Linked DNA regions of Mus musculus: region 2 is linked to region 1. The links are chromatin contacts, called in public Hi-C maps. All regions are on one chromosome and are shown on one strand. Each heading gives the region's core, a stretch centred on a gene start, on an enhancer-like site or on the middle of the called end of the contact. The rest is flanking DNA. Distances are from core to core; before and after follow the strand shown. Region 1 overlaps Sntb1 (syntrophin, basic 1). Region 2 has its middle 120 kb from the start of Gm46516.

Evidence for each region. Hi-C and Micro-C count contacts between places; a contact is called where the count stands out from the background.
Region 2: a Hi-C map of liver shows a contact between it and region 1, with 2.5 times the contacts expected there. The contact joins two enhancer-like sites. A contact is called at or near these places in 9 of 484 Hi-C or Micro-C datasets (the C10 cell line, Sertoli cells, embryonic stem cells and 4 more) and 1 of 115 datasets of contacts at active chromatin or transcription factors (embryonic stem cells).

What each region holds. Positions count from the first base shown.
Region 1 is chr15:55,882,340-55,887,879 of GRCm38.p6, reverse strand. The region is part of intron 1 of Sntb1 (syntrophin, basic 1); the gene reads left to right. Among named protein-coding and RNA genes, the nearest start is that of Sntb1, 22 kb to the left of the region's middle. Within about 2 kb of position 3,364, at least 9 of the 459 cell types and tissues checked have an H3K27ac peak or open chromatin away from gene starts, as enhancers often do. A contact at or near this core is called in liver, where this site is marked.
Region 2 is chr15:56,044,485-56,050,024 of GRCm38.p6, reverse strand. No RefSeq gene overlaps it. Among named protein-coding and RNA genes, the nearest start is that of Gm46516, 120 kb to the right of the region's middle. Within about 2 kb of position 2,949, at least 30 of the 459 cell types and tissues checked have an H3K27ac peak or open chromatin away from gene starts, as enhancers often do. A contact at or near this core is called in liver, where this site is marked.

The DNA of each region.
Region 1 (5,540 bases), core at 2,115-4,614:
CTCCTGGAGTAGTTTATAGGACAGAATTCTTTGAGAGACCACAGAGAATGCAGTCGTTGGACTACCCAGCTGGTAACAAAGTGTTGGCTAATTAGTTTCCTTTGCCCTTGAAACTTGTAACAAATTGAAGACCCTGTTTCCAAAAGCTGTGAAAGGATATTTTCAGGGAAATTCCAGGCCTTTGTCAGGACGAGTAGATAGAGGAAGAAATGTTTAGAAGAAAGATAAACAGTGAGAGTTTTTTCATACAAGAATGATTGCTTTATTATGTATTTTGGTTATGGGCATTGGCATGATAATTCTATTATCTCATTATGATTTAATATAGTGTCATGAGATGGTGTAATATGAGCTGACTGAGAGCACATGCTAAAGCCCTGACTGACACGTGACTGAAGTCAGCCACTGAAAAATGGATCAATGAGGAGTGAGACTTAAATGCCCCTGGAAAACTTAGTTTTCTATAATGTACTCAACGGGAAATCTTTTGCTGGCAGCATGTGGATTCAAAATTACCCCGGAATCTCAAAGAAGTGAGGCAACCCACAGTCCCACCCAGCTATGGTGCCTATGAACCACATGAGTAACCAGCATCACATGATAACCCCACGTGTACACTGGCAGTAACCAACCTCTCCAGTTGGGCTTAAGACCTACTCAACACGATGGAAGACAGGCCTGGACACCTAGCCAATAGTGCAGTGCTCGTAAGGATGAGGTTACTGGAGGAGAATCTACAACTGCCACTTTACTAAACCAAACTAATTTCTAACAACAGTATAAACCGTTTGTCCTTAATACCCACAGATAAATGTAACCCTCACCCCATATCAAGGAAACAGCTCTTTGCATCAGATGGAGAGCACTTCAGAAAACTTACAACAAATGAAAATTCAGAGTAGGGAAGACCAGTTCCAATGGACACGTCTATAAAACCCCCCTGCAGCTAAGACTCAGAGGAAATGGAAGAAGAGGGAGCAGGATGATCATAAGGGCCAGAGGGTCAGGGAGTTTGCTGTATGATTGTGTTTCCTAATGTCAGTAGCTATGCTCATACAGTCTCACCATCCTGACTATGTGTCTAACCATGAGCCGGACATCTATTGTGATCTAGAACAATAGACATGTCAAACCTGACTGGGAAAAGCCATCAAGGCTTCAAACACACACGTATGCACACACACACACATACACACAACAAACAAAGCAAACAAACAAGCAAATAAACAAAAACCCTAAGGCAGCTAAGAAATGCAGAGAGCAGGGGAAATAGTCTTCCCCAGTGAAAAGCACACCAGTTGTTTATCCAAAACCAAATAGTTAACCCTGATCATGCATGGTCAACACACATGCAAGTAACATCATACAGATTGAGGAGGTTATAGTTAGTAATAAATATGTATACATATATGTGCATAAAAACAATGAAAAAAGAGGCCATGAATTTAAAAGAGAGCAAGGAGGGGGATATGGGTGGCTTTGTGGGGAAGAAAGGGGAAAGGAGAAATGTATTATAATTATCATTTTTACACTTGATCTTAGCGAAAAGGCTGAGAAGCGATATGATCATAAATTTAATGACCCTAGAATAATTAGGCAAAGCTGAAAAAACATTTGCAAAATCTTTTCAGATTAATGTACAATTAATGATTGTACATCAATCTTTACAATAATCTTTATAATAGGCCCAGTAAGCATGAATTCTCTCCCTCTTAAACTTCCTGTGAAGATGTGTCTGGGTTTTAGAGACCTTTATGCTGAGATCTGAGTCAAAGGCAAAGGGCACCTGTTATCCTCAGTTTTCTTCATAAGTGAAAAGCAAGAGGTAAATATCATAGCTGAATGGAAAAGCAAATTGCATTTTAAATTTTTATGTTGGTTTTCCCACATGAGGGAGGCCCGCAGACTTGTTCAGTCATACAGTTAAAACAGAGGAGACACCTAAAATGTCTACCTGAGGCTTCAACTTTTGAGTGTGTCTATTGAGTGAATATTTTCTATGTTGTTGCGTGAGAACCTGTTAAATAACATTTTTCCATTTATAGCATAGCTTCATATGCGTGATATACCTCATAATATACCATAGCTATACATACTTTTCATATTTATTTGCAATTATTATTGCATCCTATAAAAGTGTCCTAGAGAGTACATTCATTAATGAGATAAAGTTATAATTAGCATTACCCAGTTAATTTAACAGAGGATTTAAAAGGGAGAAATTAGTTCCTAAAACATAAATCTTTGTTATCCACCTAATTTAGCTGTCAATGGGATATAGTCCCAACAGCAAATAATTTCAGTTGTCACTGTAAATCTTTAGGGGCAACATTTCAAGGATTTGGTTATCACTAGGTGTTATGGAATGAGTTGTGCCCAATCCCTAAGTAATATATTGAACTCTGATTCCCTAGTCCCTCAAAAGTTAAACTTAATTGGATGAAGGATTTCTGTAAATGCCGTTAGTTAACATCTTTCTAGACTAGACTATGCCCTTAATCCAATATTACTTATGTGAAGAAGAGATTTGAACTGTGGACGTTCAGGGATGGATACCATGTGAATACATGACTAAGAGAAGATGATGAGTCTTATGCTAGTTATGGGAGGATGCCCTGTGCCCATAGTCTCTGCCAGGGAAGTAGCCCAGTGGACAACCTGCTTGTGCTTCTAGCTGACAGAGCTAGGAAACTATGCATTCCTGTCGATCTGACACTGCTTTGTGATACTTTGCTATCCTAACCATAGAAACAGATACCCCTGACCAAGTCACCACACCAATGAATAGTATAACCATGTATAGGCTGGGGGCCTCTGACCTCTACCTCCCTGAAATAGACTTTCACTTTGGAAATTTCAAGTCCTGTTCATCATTTGCATTGGACTTTCATACAGTCTAGGGAGATTCCATTGCAGTACAATACACATCCAGAAGGGCCTGTAGAATTGACCATAAGTCCCTGGATGAGAATGCATCCAGTCTCTGATCTTTGAAATTCAGAATAAATCACAGATCTAGTAGTGCTGCCACATTCACATTCCCTCTTTTGGTCCTTGCCCCTTGGCTTTGGTAACCCCCTCGACTTATCGCTCAACTTGTTTGTTTGGAAAGTGGAAGAGAAGAGATTCTACAGTTTGTGATGCTGTGATTCTAAATTTAACATTTCTGCAATCAGTGACGAGTTAAGGCATATGTTAGGAACGTTTAGTCTGTCCTTTTTCCTTTCCACTGTCATCCATCAGCAGGTTTAAAACACAAAGCGTGCTCTGCAGCCTCAGCTGCTGGACCTCACCCTCTCTCCTCAGTCTCTGGTTCATTTCTCAAAGGAAACCACTTTGAACAGTTTCCATATTTAGCTCTTCCTGTAGTTACCACCGTCACTTTAATAATGTGCTTAGGCTACATTTCCTTGATCAACCCTAGACATTATCTCCTTGCTCTCTAACACTTGCTACTTTTAAGGGAAGAACCACTGACTCAGCAGACGTGGCTGATAGCCTGCAGGTCAACAGGTCCTATTCAGAGCACCATTCACCGTGGATATGGATCGAGCAAAGAGATTTGGCTTCAAAGGGAAGCTGGGATTAAATATTTCTGCTGGGCACAACACCAGGCAGGAAGAACTTTGCTTTAGTTAGTCAGGCTCACATTGGACCTGCATAGTTATCTCCTCGCTCTCTCTCTCTCCCTCTCTCTCTCTCTCTCTCTCTGTATATATATATATATATATATGTTTATAAGTATAGATAGATATTATATACATATATAATTATAGATAGATGTATCATATATACACATATATATGTATACAATTATAGATGTAGATATAGGTATATAATTATAGATAGATAGATCATATATATAATTATATACATATATATGTATGTATATGTATATATATATATATATGGAGAGGGAGAGAGATAGACACAGAGAGAGAGACAGAGACAGAGAGAGACAGAGAAAGAGAGAGAGAGAGAGAGAGAGAGAGATGGGTAGACAGGCAGATGTCATGGACACTCCTGAATGTATGATCCAGGCAATCCTTAAGATTCCCCCAACCCAAACCATCATTCCCTCTCTTGGTACACATTCCTCTTCTCAGCACCTCTCTGCTGGGTGACAGATTTACACTCTCTCCATCTTCACAGCCAGTGAGCTGCACTCTAGGTCTTTCTCTGATCACCTGAGCATGGTTTTCAAATCTGTAGGTGTTTCTCTATACCCAAGCCCAAGTCCTATTCAAGTATGCTCTACACATGGAGGTCAGAGGTCAACCTGGAATGTCATGCCTCAGGAACTATCCACCTTGGTTTTTGAGACAGGATCGTACCGTGACTTGGAGCTTGCTGTTTAGGCCAGACTGGCTTGTCACATCCAAAGAATCATGACTGTCTTACACACAGTCTCTCTCCTGCTCCCTCCACTTTCCCCTCTCGCTCCCTCCCCCTCCCTCCTCCTCCCTCTCTCTGCAATTTCACCAGTGTGCCACCACACCTGACTTCTTACATCAGTTCTAGGAATCTAACTCAGGTCTTCATGCTTATTTGGCAAGAACTTTACTCGGTGAGCTCTCTTCCTGACCACATTTTACCTCTGTATTTTTATGGTTTCCATTTGACCAGGACAGTTTTACATAATAGAAGGTATTATTCTGTCATTTGCTTGCCCTTCAATTTCTTTGATAAGAGTTCTCATGACTATCTGGATACAACCAAAGCTTAAAGTCCTGACACCTACCCTTTCTTTTTGAAGTGGCCCCAGTGTTTTCCTCAGTGCAGTATACCCAGAGCCCACATGGAAGCAGACATGCACAGAAACTTGATGAATAAGTGCATCATGAATAAATGAACTGACTGAATGGATGGATGAGCCAATATCTCAACAGGTATTGAACCTGCCAGACATGCGCATGTCTCCTACTGACAGGAAAGCTATTTTCTTCCTTCTTAATGGATAAAATCCTAGTCTATGTGTCATTTTTTGTTAAGGTTCCGATCATGATCTCAGATTCAATCAATTTCTTCTTATTTGTAATTCTGGGGTGTTTTAGTCACCTGCATTTGTAGCTCTTTTTTTTTTTTTTTTTGGGTTTTCATCTTTTTTGTATTTGATTTCTTTTTTTTTTTTTTTCATTTTTTTTTAATTAGGTATTTAGCTCATTTACATTTCCAATGCTATACCAAAAGTCCCCCTTACCCACCCACCCCCACTCCCCTACCCACCCACTCCCCCCCTTTGGCCCTGGCGTTCCCCTGTACCGGGGCACACAAAGTCTGCGTGTCCAATGGGCCTCTCTTTCCAGTGATGGCCGACTAGGCCATCTTTTGATACATATGCAGCTAGAGTCAAGAGCTCAGGGGTACTGGTTAGTTCATAATGTTGTTCCACCTATAGGGTTGAAGATCCCTTTAGCTCCTTGGGTACTTTCTCTAGCTCCTGCATTTGTAGCTCTTAATATGTGTGGTGGTTACTTATGAACGTGTTGTGTGTTATCAAATGGGGACACTTGACAGCAATGAAGACTCACTTCCTCACC
Region 2 (5,540 bases), core at 1,700-4,199, 160 kb before region 1:
CTAGCTTGGCCCCAGTAAGGAATAAGATAAAGAAGCCGTGGGTGAATGTAAGCTTGGAAACCAAAACTAGAGTTTGGTGGGTGTATGAGTTCAATAAAGATGAAGTAATGTGTGAACGCCTTAATTATGATTGGATAAAAGTAGCTTAAAAACCCCAGTCTAGCCATCCCAATTCACTCACTCCCAGAGTCCCATGGAGATGCCATCATGCTGAGATCAACCTACCCAGACGTCCACTATCTTGCAAATCTTACCTGATGTGCCACCATCTATGACATTGGGCCAGACAGGAGGTTAGTGAAGTGTGTGTGTGAAAGAATGTGATCCCATTTTGCTACTTGTTACTACTTATGAATAAATAGCTATAACCTAACCTCCCAGTCCCAGGCTTCCTTCTCGCCTCTGTCCTCAATCCCGACTCATGACAGTCCTGCATTTTTGCCTAGTAACCAGGATAATCTACTTGCTGCTCTCCCTCAAAAAAAAAAAAAAATGAGGAAGGGGAATCTCAATATAAGATTAAGGACAACCAAATGCATTGCACTGCCAACCCTCGGATCAATGTCCACTCTCAGATCTTTTAGCTTCCTCTTGCTAACAAAGGCTATAAAGTTGGTAGCTAACTTCAAATCCCAGAGACTGCTGAGATTCTATAAATAGTTCCTTAATCACTTCCTCTCCACTTGATGATGTTTTCAGGGAAATGATTATAGGACTTCCCTACCCAATGAGTGAACAAAAAAGCCAAGGTCATTCTGAATGAGAAGTCCTAACTCTATAATTGAGCTATTAATGAAACTCATGCTCAAATCCAGCTCCTCTCTAATGGGGTACTTTTTGCCTATTGTTTTTCCACTGGCCAGAATGTATGATACCAACTTTGGCCACACCTCTGCAGTCTGATCACGGAGGCTCATAGTCCACAGACGAGCCTCTGGTACCTGATCGGCACCTCTGATGGATGGCACTCTTTCTGTCACAAGGGACCATTAAGCTAAAAGCAAATGCCCTCCCTCACCATGAGACGGCCTGGTCAGGCACATGGCTTCATGCAGCTTAGGGTGAAGTTAGTGGCTATGCTGTCACTGGCCTGATTCCTAGACTGCTTGGATTACCACCCAAACTCCGCTCTCCTGAAAAGTACCTATTCTGGAAAGTGTAGGTCTGGGGAGCCACCTGCTTATTTTTATGTTCTAATTATTCTACTGTGGTCAAAGATCTTAATCTTCCTGTTATCAATTACTGGGCCTTACGAAATCCATTTTTATAAGCTTGTAAAGAATGCTTAGAAAGTATTGGGTTCTGTGTGTTAATTGTGTGTATAAATCTCGTTTTTTTTCTTTTTAATTGTTGATCACTGTCTTTTTAAAATGTATTGAGGTAAATTTCTTAAAATATCTTATAATGAGAGTAGAATTATGAATTTGTCCTTTGTAGTACTGGGCTCTTGCTTTCTTCTTTGCAAAGCTACATTATTAAATTTGTAAAATACCCCTGAGTATTACATACTTTTACTTTGTCAGCATTTACCAGGGTCAAACTTCTCAGATTTTAGTTTATTATTTCATTTTTTTACCTAATGTTAATAATGCTAAATTATCTTTAGTTTTAATATTAATTTCTTGGTGTGTTTTTTACTCAGGCCATTTTACAGAAACTAACCGTACTGTTTTGCGACTTGGATATGTCTTTTACAGTGAACATATAAGTGGACTTTTTCTGGAATAAAGGTATATTCATTCAACAATTAACGGTGAGTGTATCTTATCATCTGAGGCTGCAGCTAGTTGTCCTGGGGATTCCCTATAATCTCTAAGGAGGCCCACAGACTCACCTGATTTAACCTGGATTTCTTTCCTTATCCAGAAACTGACCAGGACCTACAGTAGTGTGGACTTTTCTGAACTTTCTTCTCCATCTTCCTTGATATCATCTATTATTTGTACTTTGATTTCATTTTTAGGTACAAGGTTTTAGTAATTACTTATTCTGTTGAATCAGCAAATTTTTCAATTAGAATCGCCTCATCTTGTTTGTAAAGATAAGTTTAATTAATGCTAGGTCATTTCATCCATAAAAGCTTCTTAAATGAATATACATAAACTACAACGGAGACATGGAGACAGAAGGCCTAAATGACTCCCCTCCTTCTGAAGTAGCTTCTATGTCCCCCAGTATACCTCCTGAACTGTGGCAGGAGTCTCCAGTGTCATGACACAGGCAAGCCACATACTAAACCTGGGGAGTCCCCCCGGAGAGTGGTAGCCAAGCTCAGGTAGGACAGCCAAGAAGCACAAGCTGTAGCTGCCTACTAATCAAAGAAGTTGTAATTGTTTTAAAATATGTTAGGTCATTTCATTAAAAATTAACGTTAACTGTTGGCCTGAATCCAGAAGAGTGGGAAAATGCACTGTAGGGTGATAGTCCTAACACTTTACCCAGAGGTTCTCATGACTCTGTCCTAAGATCAAGAAAATCCCTATGGCTTAGAGACTTTGAGCCACTGGGTACACAGACAGAAACTGAATAAAGACCACTTTCCTCAAATAATGATGAGTTTAGTACAACCCAACACTTACAGTAATCGTTCAGATGGGACAAATCTTTACCATCCTCTAAAACCTGCCGCAAAGGGCCATGGGATTCTCTGCTGTAACACAGAAGAACTGCGAAGGTTATTCCACTGGCTTTCGTGGGTATTAATCCTACCCTGTTTAGTCTCTTCAGCTGGTAGGAGCCCTTTGGGGGCACGTTAAGATAGCACAAACGCACAGCCCTTCTCAAGAATATATATCACATACATATATTTTCACCACTAAAGTCTTATCATATGATCCGCCCTCTCTGAAGTAAGTCTGTTCTACCTGTGGGACCATTGGTATTCAGGGAAACAAACACCAAACACCCTAGGGCTTCACTTTGTCCGGTGTTACCACCTGGTGCCAATAGATGGCAGCAATACCAAGGGACTGCGTAGCCATGGCCGCGGGGAATGTTTTGTGTTACCTTTTCAGTCTAGGTTGTTTTGGTTTTAAGGGCTCAGATCTGTGCCCAGGAAAACATGGTGGTGGGTAGATAAACAGCCTGGAAAATCCTCTCTATTGTCTCACTTCATGTCTTCTCCCACTGTTTCCTGCCAGAGAACTGCTTTCTGGGGTCAAAATTCCCTCTAGGCAGAGTGTGAGGAAATACTAATACATTGCCATCTTCTGTCGGTCTAACACTAGAGTTTGATTGTTCTAATGATACAAGAAGGATAAAAACCTACTGGAGCAAAGAGTCTGTGTCACGTGGTTTGTGCGAGCATATTTGAAGGCGCCTTGGACAATACGATCCCTCTCCCCCTCCCCCTCCCTTCCCCCCCTCTCCCTCTCCCCCCACCCCCCCCCCCTCTCTCTCTCTCTCATATTTTTTTTCTAACTTTAGCCCAGATTGCTTCATTCAGGAGGACTTAAAATTGCTCACCTTACATAAACTCAAGGATAACGCACAAAAGGGAAGAAAGGGGGATTCCCATTGATGAGATTTGAACTAGATAAAATATCTGAAGACTTTCCTGGGAGAAGAAGAAAAATAAAAGGAAAAAGGAAAAAACAGTGGGTTGTCCTAAAGGAACCAACTTCCACTGAGCTGGGTAGAGTTCTCTTGACCAATAGTCGGCTCTGGTTGACTAATGAGAACAGAAAGGACATGATAACACAGCTGCCACAGAAGCAGAGACACAAACCCCACTGCCCTGTCTTCTTCATCAGTAATCAAGATGGTTTCTGAAGCAGAAGGAAGTTCTTCAAGGAACTGGTAGGCCTTGACAATGAAGTCCTTATCTTGACGTGGGCAATAGGGGTATTTCTGGTACTTTTGAGTATAATCTAATATTAGCCAAAATAGCTACCCGTCAAAGACAATGCTGCTAAGCATAGCTTCCCTTTTATTATTTTTGCATTCATTTTACCCAAATTCTGTTTTCTCACCTCAAGTGACCCCTCAAAGAATGCTCTATAGGAACCGAAAAGCCCAGTCTGAATCAGACCTACCTTGTTTCATGTATCGTTTTGTGTTTGTAATAAGCTTAGCCCAGATACTGTGTCTCTTTAACTCTAGGCCTGCCATTGTGTGTTGTTAGTAGACCAGAGTTCAGAGCTCGCTCACTATCACGCAAAATACATTTAATAATCATGGTATACAATCTGATAAGCAAGCCATCTTTCAAATGGACCCGAGTGTCCTCCAAAATGCACTTTTCCCTCTGGACTGTTCAGCTCAGGATCCACTGAGCTCATTGGTGTCAGTCTCCCCTGTCCTTGGGGGTTCATAGTACTTCCCCTTGGCCTTCTGCCATGCACGTGTTCCTCTGTCCTGAAAAGAAAATGGAAATTTTGGGCCATAGAACGTTTCAAATAATAGGTGCACTGATGCTATACTGTCAAATAATTTATTCTTCTGTGACCATGCACAATTAATACAAACGTGTGATTAGAGTACAGAGTTTATTCTCTGTGTAGGGAGGATCTGACCCCGTTTCAGTTGTATTTGTCTCAGGACTCCCATGATTCCAGCTCTCCCCACTTGCTGATGTTAGAACTGATCAGTGAGCAGGGAAAATGTTCATCTGATAAGCCTCCATGGTCAGGGTTCCTGTCACTCATTAGTTAGTGGTCCATGGATGATCATTGTCTAGGTCCAGCATCCTTTAGAATTAGCAAAGTGGAGACATTCTATGTCGTTCCTGCAAAATCTGTTAGCCAGAAGAATTTGAAGGAAGAGTTTCCCCCTCCTCAATTGAGTGATATAAAACAAAAGAAAAACAAATAAGCGGTACGATAAATGCTCTACTCTTTATTTTTTTTTTTTTTCCAAAGAGTAGGTTGCTGCCCAACACCCTCCCAAGGACCTTTGCTCTTTCCCATTTTCCATATTTGGTGCATTAAATGTTGGGGCTTCTTCTCTCCATCTCGAGCCAGTGGGGCTTCTTGAGGTTAACACATATTCTGATCATGATTTCACATTCATCACAAATATTTTCTGCCCCACCTATAGAATCTATCACTTTTCCAAGGAACCTGATTCCTTTCAGACAGAAACAAAATATAGACTTCATGTTCCCAGAACCCAGAGTTTCTTTCTCTCAGAACAGACACACTTACTGGTTTCCCCAAAAGACATACTGAGGAAATGTGTAATTTTTATAAAGAATAGCGCATGCTATATATAGACTCATGCCACCTCTTTTCAGTAGAAATAAAGATTAGTGAATTTTTAAACTCATTAAACTCATTTTTTTTACTTTAATGTTATTTATTTATTCTAGGAATCTCATCCTCTAAAAATGCTAATTTAATTACTTCGTCATTTTTATCCCAATCTAAATGGCAACACTAGTCCTAATAATTATGTAACTGTTGTCACTGGTAACTAGCCAACATAACTCAATCTAAAACCAAGCAAAACAAAACAAGCCTTGAACCTCTTTGTATTCTTAGAATCAGAGTCAGTCTCCCTAGACAAGATGTACAATCTTATTTGCTTATTTGGAGATTTGT